2 separate regions of the Mus musculus genome follow, and region 1 is linked to region 2. The links are chromatin contacts, called in public Hi-C maps. All regions are on one chromosome and are shown on one strand. The core of a region is the stretch at or near the end of the contact, and the rest is flanking DNA. Distances in the headings are between cores, read along the strand shown.

Region 1 (3,528 bases), core at 516-3,015, 140 kb after region 2:
AAGTGCCTCTATGGGGAGAGAGAGGTGGTTCAATGGTTAAGAGCACTGGTTACTCTTCCAGAGGCTGTGAATTTTAATCTAGTGTGTCAGCGGCAGCATACTCATATACATAAAATCAGTAAATAAATCTTTTTTTTTTCAAAAAGTACTTTTATGCCTTTGAATCGCATGCAGTCTGCAGGGTAGCTTGCTCATGGCAGCCATTGAAGTGTGTTAGCCCCTGTTAGCATCAAAGGGGTGGTAGGTATTTGGCTTTCCCTCGCAGTGTGCTCCCAGTTCAGAGGCAGCTGAGAGACACAGAGTTGTATCGATGGAGCTGAAGTGTGGGCTGTTTTGGCAGGTGTGTTGTGAATAGGGGTGCTCCTTCTGCCCTTCCTTCCAGCTCCTTTTAGAATCAGACAAACAAGACTACAAGTCCCACTGGTGCAACTCAACTGGCATATAGCAAATAGACCCTTTTTGGAGAGAAAGATCTAGAACATACTGAATCCAAAGAGCCAAATTTGTACACCTTGTGCTCTAAGCCATAGGAAGATTAATCAGCTCTTATCCTTCTGGGAGGAGATCATACCAGGCTTAAAAACAAGGATTCTACTTTGCTTTTCAGGGTTAGGAGCTCCATCCTCTCTGAAAGGAATAGGGCATCTTCCCATTTAAATTCCACAGATGCCTGGCTCTTTTCTCCACCCCACCCCCCACCCCCGGATGCTAATCTACTGTCCTGAGAGGGCCCTTGATATTTATTATGTGCCAAACCCAACACCAAGCACATAATTCAAGATAACCCCCTCATAAATTCCGTGATAGGATTTATATATCCCAGATGGGTAGGTGTTTTGATCTTTAGAACAGCACAGATTTTTATAATTCACACAGTGCCCTGCAATACGCTCAGCACTGTTCCTGAAGCTTCCTGTGGAGCTCCTGTGTGCTGGGAGATTAGAGCAAAGACAGTGAATGACTGGAAAGCTTGAGGAATCTGTTCTGAGAATGCTCATACATGGGTTTGGCTGTGTGTGATTTATTCTTTAAGCATGGTCTCTACGGGGTCTGAAGAGCATGTGTTGCTTGCGCTTCCAGAGGATCTGAGTTCTACTATCAGCACCCATATTAGGCAGCTCACAACTACGTGTAACTCCAGCTCTGCTGTGGAAGGGTCTGGGGCACTTCTTCTGACCTTTGTGGGTACCTACACACACGTGCACATCTCTGCAACACGCACACAAACACACACACACACTTTAAAATAAAAATAAAGAATGGCTGTGACACTTTGTCCCTGCACATCATGTTGGCAGGACAGATTTTAGGTTAAAGGCTTCACAGTTGGGCTGATGAGAGAATAAACTAATTTAAAAATAAGCAGTTCTGACCCTTAAAATATTGTTTTCTCTGACTCTTTTCAAATGCTTAAGGTCGAAACAGTTAGGAAAGATCTGTCTGTAAGATGCCTGGGAGTGACAGAATGAGTTGCTGTTCCCCCACTCATGGTCTGAAAGAAACTAGAGTTCTTCATGCCTGTCGCAGAAAAAGACCCCTCCAGTATGCTGCTTTAAATCGCCATGCACAGCTAGAGATCTTGACAAGGTAGAAGTGCTCACAGTTATCAGCTTTCAAGGAGGGGTTTTAGTGGTTTTAGTAGTCTAGGTAAATGAGATTAGTTGCTAGGGTAAACAGGTCTAAATCTTGGGGGTTAATCTAGCACAATAAACATTTCTTTACAGCCCTGGGCCTCCGTCCAACCTTGTCAGAGGACGATTTGACTCCTTGCTTTGGATCCATCTGTGCCCTCTGCTTCCTCTGGGTCTTCTCAATACTTCACGATCACCCAGAGTATAGGAAAAAAAGAGTAAGAACGGGTGTTAGAATGCTTGGCGGGGTTTAGTTTTCAAAGGAAACTAGAATAAACAAAGTTTGATGTGGCAGAACTCCAGTGAGCCTGATTTTGATAATTACGTATGTGTTTTAATATGATGCTTCACCCCACAAACACATGTGTTAATATGAGGCTTAACCCCAAAACACATGTGATGGCTAAGCTTAGTTAAATATTTTTAGTTTACAAAACATTAGGGGAATAAAAAAGAGACCAAGAATCTTACTTTCCACAAAAGCAAGGTCTAGAACTAGGAGACACCCACTTCTATCTGGAGCTCAGTCACATGTACCCCTGAGGGATGGAGCACCGAGGAAGCACAGGGCTGGAGTCTCATGGACTAAAAACCATCTTTTGCTACAGGTGTTAAATATAGCTAGGATCAAAAGAATCCAGTCACAGGAGAGCATAGATTACATCATTCAGTTCTTAAAAAAATGTCAAGGACAAGTTAGTCTATGGTGATAGACATCAATTGTAGCTGTTTAGAGCTCGAAGGAGTTGGGATGGGGTGATGACTAGAGACTGCACAGTAGAAGTGCAACATAGTTACAGTTGTGCATCACAGTAGAAGTGCAACATAGTTACAGTTGTGCATCACAGTAGAAGTGCAACATAGTTACAGTTGTGCATCACAGTAGAAGTGCAACATAGTTACAGTTGTGCATCACAGTAGAAGTGCAACATAGTTACAGTTGTACATCACAGTAGAAGTGCAACATAGTTACAGTTGTGCATCACAGTAGAAGTGCAACATAGTTACAGTTGTGCATCACAGTAGAAATGCAACATAGTTACATTTGTACATCACAGCGGAAGTGCAACATAGTTACAGTTGTATATCACAGTAGAAGTGCAACATAGTTACAGTTGTGCATCACAGCAGAAGTGCAACATAGTTACATTTGTACATCACAGTAGAAATGCAACATAGTTACAGTTGTGCATCACAGTAGAAGTGCAACATAGTTCCAGTTGTGCATCACAGTAGAGGTGCAACATAGTTACGGTTGTACATCACAGTAGAAGTGCAACATAGTTACAGTTGTACATCACAGTAGAAGTGCAACATAGTTACAGTTGTGCATCACAGTAGAAATGCAACATAGTTACAGTTGTACATCACAGTAGAAGTGCAACATAGTTACAGTTGTGCATCACAGTAGAAATGCAACATAGTTACAGTTGTGCATCACAGTAGAGGTGCAACATAGTTACGGTTGTACATCACAGTAGAAGTGCAACATAGTTACAGTTGTACATCACAGTAGAAGTGCAACATAGTTACAGTTGTGCATCACAGTAGAAATGCAACATAGTTACAGTTGTGCATCACAGTAGAGGTGCAACATAGTTACGGTTGTACATCACAAATGACTGTAAACTAAAACCACTAAACACTGCAGTGTTGGTGGGTTATATGGGACACCCAAATAAACATCTATCTTTAATAACCTTTTTAAAAGGCAAGATCAAATTCAAAGGTATGCAATGTCCTTTTGCAGTGGTTACTCTTCAATGCTGACTCATAAGCAGAGGTCTTGTGTTTCAGGATAGGGAGCGTCAAACTTAAGGGAGGTTTGCAATATATCTGAACCTGTTTCTTATTCTATAAGGTGGGAATTATTTATTGAGATCTATAGTTGATTAAA
Region 2 (3,342 bases), core at 624-3,123:
GTAACTCAGACACGGGGACTCAGGACAAGCCTTGCAGGGACTGGTATTCTCTGCCGTTTCGATCCGTGGGAACTTACCCTTCTGCGTTTACTTTTGTAACTATCCGTCCTGGTTCTAAATGAGTGTGCTCTAAGACACAGCTTAACAAAAGTGTACTTCAGTATTGGTCAACAAAGTTCATTCCCACTTGTCCTCTTAAGCATTTTGTGGAGACAGAGTTGACATGCAAAAACTTGTTTGTATTTAATGTATGCAACTTTATAAGCTTTGAAATAAGTACACCTGTTGAAACATCACCACCATGTATGCATTGAGCCTGCAAATGTGGGAACCTTCCCTCCCTCTCTATCTCGTTGTATTATTGTTGCCTTTTGGCACATAATACTTTACATGAGAGCTACTGCCTTAGCAAAATTTCCCATGGCCAACATGGTATTGTCGATTTCAGGCACTGTGCTACAGTTGCGGTTTATTTTGTGTATCTGAGACGTTTGCCAATTGATCAATACAAATAAAGTATGACTCTCCTTTGAGAAGTAGAGTGTGCACCACCCACACCTTGCTGTCTTCTTCCTCTAAGCTCCTCTCTCTGTCTCTGTCTCTGTCTCTGTCTCTGTCTCTCTGTCTCTCTTTGCCTCTCTCTCTCTCTCTCTCGTGCTTAATTCTGTGTTCAGATCCCTCCTGGCCAACTCAGACTTGGCCTGCTTATGACTCATCCTAATCGTCATTTCTGTTGAAGAGTCTAGGGTCAGGGTTTCAATAGATAGCTTGTAAAGACATCCTCACCCCACTGTGGACCACAGCTTGGAGCTGTGTTTCTGGCCCAAGCACTTATGCAAAATGAATAGCTGAAAGAGCATGGCTGCTACGCTCTAGATCAGTGGTTCCCAACCTTTCCGATGCTGTGACCCTTTAATACACTTACTCATATTGTGGTGACCCCAACCATAACATTATTTTTGTTGCTACTTCATAACTGTAATTTTGCGGCTGTCATGAGTCATAATGTAAATTTCTCTGTTTTCTGATGGTCTTAGGCCACCCTGTGAAGGGTCATTTGACCCCCAAAGGGGTAGTGACCCACAGGTTGAGAATCACTGTTCTAGAGTCATGTCTAGTACTGTCAAAGCATCCAACGCAACGCCATTGCCCCAGTTCCTCCCACACTGGGATCTTATCTCTTCAGTTCTGTGAGCCCAGTCTGCTCAGGATCTAGGGATCCTCAGAAACAGTGTTCTCCCATTACAAAAGAAAACTTAGAAAAAATGAGAAGCAAAATGTGACCTCCACATCTTGGGAAATATCCATGCGTGCACAGCTTGCCAAGTGTTGAAGTGTGTCCATGACCCACAGTGCACTTACATGTCATTACTTCCTGAGATTGCAGAGATCTCCTGTAGAGGCCTAGCCCCTTGAGGGTAAGAGCTGCCCTGGAAGAGGGAAGAGCATCCTCTGTCACATCAATGCTCTGACATTCATGTGGCTATGTGTCCTCTGAGAGGCACCATAGTCCCATGTCCCTCCCCCTTCCTCCCCTTTTCCACATTTCGAGAGTTGGGCCTTTTGGCTCCTTCCCAGGGAACAGTTGCTTCCAGTGGAGAGTCTTGTGGGCCCAGGGTTCATGGGAGCCTCCCACTTGATAAGTGCCCTTCCCAGAAGTAGCATTTGTCCTGGGAGACCTGAGGAACATCACATTTTAAAATCAGTGTCCCCTTCGATACAGAAATATGACTAATTTGTTGAAATTAGAGATAGCATCTTATTGCTTTTAGGAGCAGAATAAAACCTCTCAAGCCACAGCGAATTGTGAGCCCTGGGGCTCTGGCCTCTCATTAAGTTTAAAATGAGGGAGAATTTCCAGATCCAGACACAGAGGGCTCTTTCTCTTCAGATTTGCTCTGCGTGCCTCTTGTGTGTAGAAATTCAACACGACCTCGAGGAGACTGGGGATGAGCCAGGCATTGTGATTGATAGAGAGCACTTGGAGCCAGACCAATGCAGATAGACCATCCTTGCTTACAACAGAGACAATTAAAATGCAGGATTGCTAACCCCAATCTCACCCTGGTCTCAGGAGAGTGCCGTAGACCTGACTTTGATGGTACAGTTCTCAAGTCCTCTCAACACATACACTAAGAGGTAGACAGACATCCCTGTAAACCCAGAAATACTTGAGTCTAATTTTTAATTGTTTTCTTTTGTCTGAGAAAGGATCTAGCCCTAACCCTAACCCTAACCCTTTTTTTGTTTGAGAGCTAGGCTGCTCTCACATTTGTTATGTATCCTAAACTTGAACTCTCAGCAGTCTTCCTGCCTCAGCCTCCACACACTCTGGGATGACAGACAAGTGCCACCACACCTAGCTTTCCATTTGACTTTAAGCTGAGAGAGGTTTGTGGGGAGAAAGCTTGCAGATTGATCATCAAACAATTACCGTGTCTCAGCACCATAGAAAACGAAAGCCCCGAGGTCTTTGCTGTATTCCTGTCCTTCTCCCTACCCTGGAGCAAAGCTCGTTAGGTCAGTCATTTTACATATTGACCTTTCATGTCATATTAAGGAGAAATATGCATTTATCCATGCTAGGTATGCCCATATCCAGGTATTTAAATTTAATGCCCCTGATTCCCACACACTTTTGAAACTGACATTGTTAACACTGTTGGGGGAGGGGGGGCGGCTAAGCTACATTGTCACACAGACATTAGACATCAGGTTGGAAAACGTGTTTTCCCTGTGGATATGCAGTTTAATACCAACCAAAGGTCTCTGCAAAGTGGTTCCAGAGTTTCTTCCCACTTTTCTAAAATAGGAAGTAGTGCAAAGTCGAGCAAAAATGTAGATATTCGTTTTCAGCCTAAAATATGTCCTCTCTTCTTGCCAGGGAGCCCAAGTTGGCCTTGACCCTCCTGCCTTTGATTTTCCAGTGCTGGGATCCACAGTGTGAGCCACCACACCTGATAGGACCTCCGGTTCTTTGAAGATAACTGTCATGTCACCTGGCATTTGTGCAGTTTCCTATTATGAGATAATTGTCAGTCAGTCTGTCTGTCTGTCTGCCCACCTAGGGATGTGTAAGCTGCATGTGAACTGATGGGCTATGATTTCTGTTTTCTTCTCGGCTCTATCCCTGCATCTGAGTGAGTCTTGACATACTGAGCATGTACAAGAAAGGCCCATTGACAAGTCTCAGCCAGGTTCAGTGACCCTGAGCTCTTTGGGGGCCACTGCATCATGCTCTGTGAGTTCTTTGCCTCCTGTCCTATCTCTAAACAAAGTCTTCTCTGCCCACTGTGACCTGACTGGAGTCTCCTCACTACTGTGTTTGGTTGCATGAAGACT

What was found. A called contact is a pair of places that touch in the nucleus more often than the background predicts.
Region 1: a contact with region 2 is called in a Hi-C map of uterus, with 1.6 times the contacts expected there. The contact joins two enhancer-like sites. A contact is called at or near these places in 7 of 39 promoter capture datasets (the 3T3-L1 cell line, 3T3-L1-derived adipocytes, cranial neural crest and 2 more), 10 of 484 Hi-C or Micro-C datasets (the 3T3-L1 cell line, the HL-1 cell line, the N1E-115 cell line and 2 more) and 2 of 115 datasets of contacts at active chromatin or transcription factors (embryonic fibroblasts and heart atrium).

The regions. Positions count from the first base shown.
Region 1 is chr13:60,439,941-60,443,468 of GRCm38.p6, forward strand. No RefSeq gene overlaps it. Among named protein-coding and RNA genes, the nearest start is that of Gm35333, 6.9 kb to the left of the region's middle. Within about 2 kb of position 1,766, at least 16 of the 459 cell types and tissues checked have an H3K27ac peak or open chromatin away from gene starts, as enhancers often do. A contact at or near this core is called in uterus, where this site is marked.
Region 2 is chr13:60,297,343-60,300,684 of GRCm38.p6, forward strand. No RefSeq gene overlaps it. Among named protein-coding and RNA genes, the nearest start is that of Gm5084, 94 kb to the left of the region's middle. Within about 2 kb of position 1,874, at least 36 of the 459 cell types and tissues checked have an H3K27ac peak or open chromatin away from gene starts, as enhancers often do. A contact at or near this core is called in uterus, where this site is marked.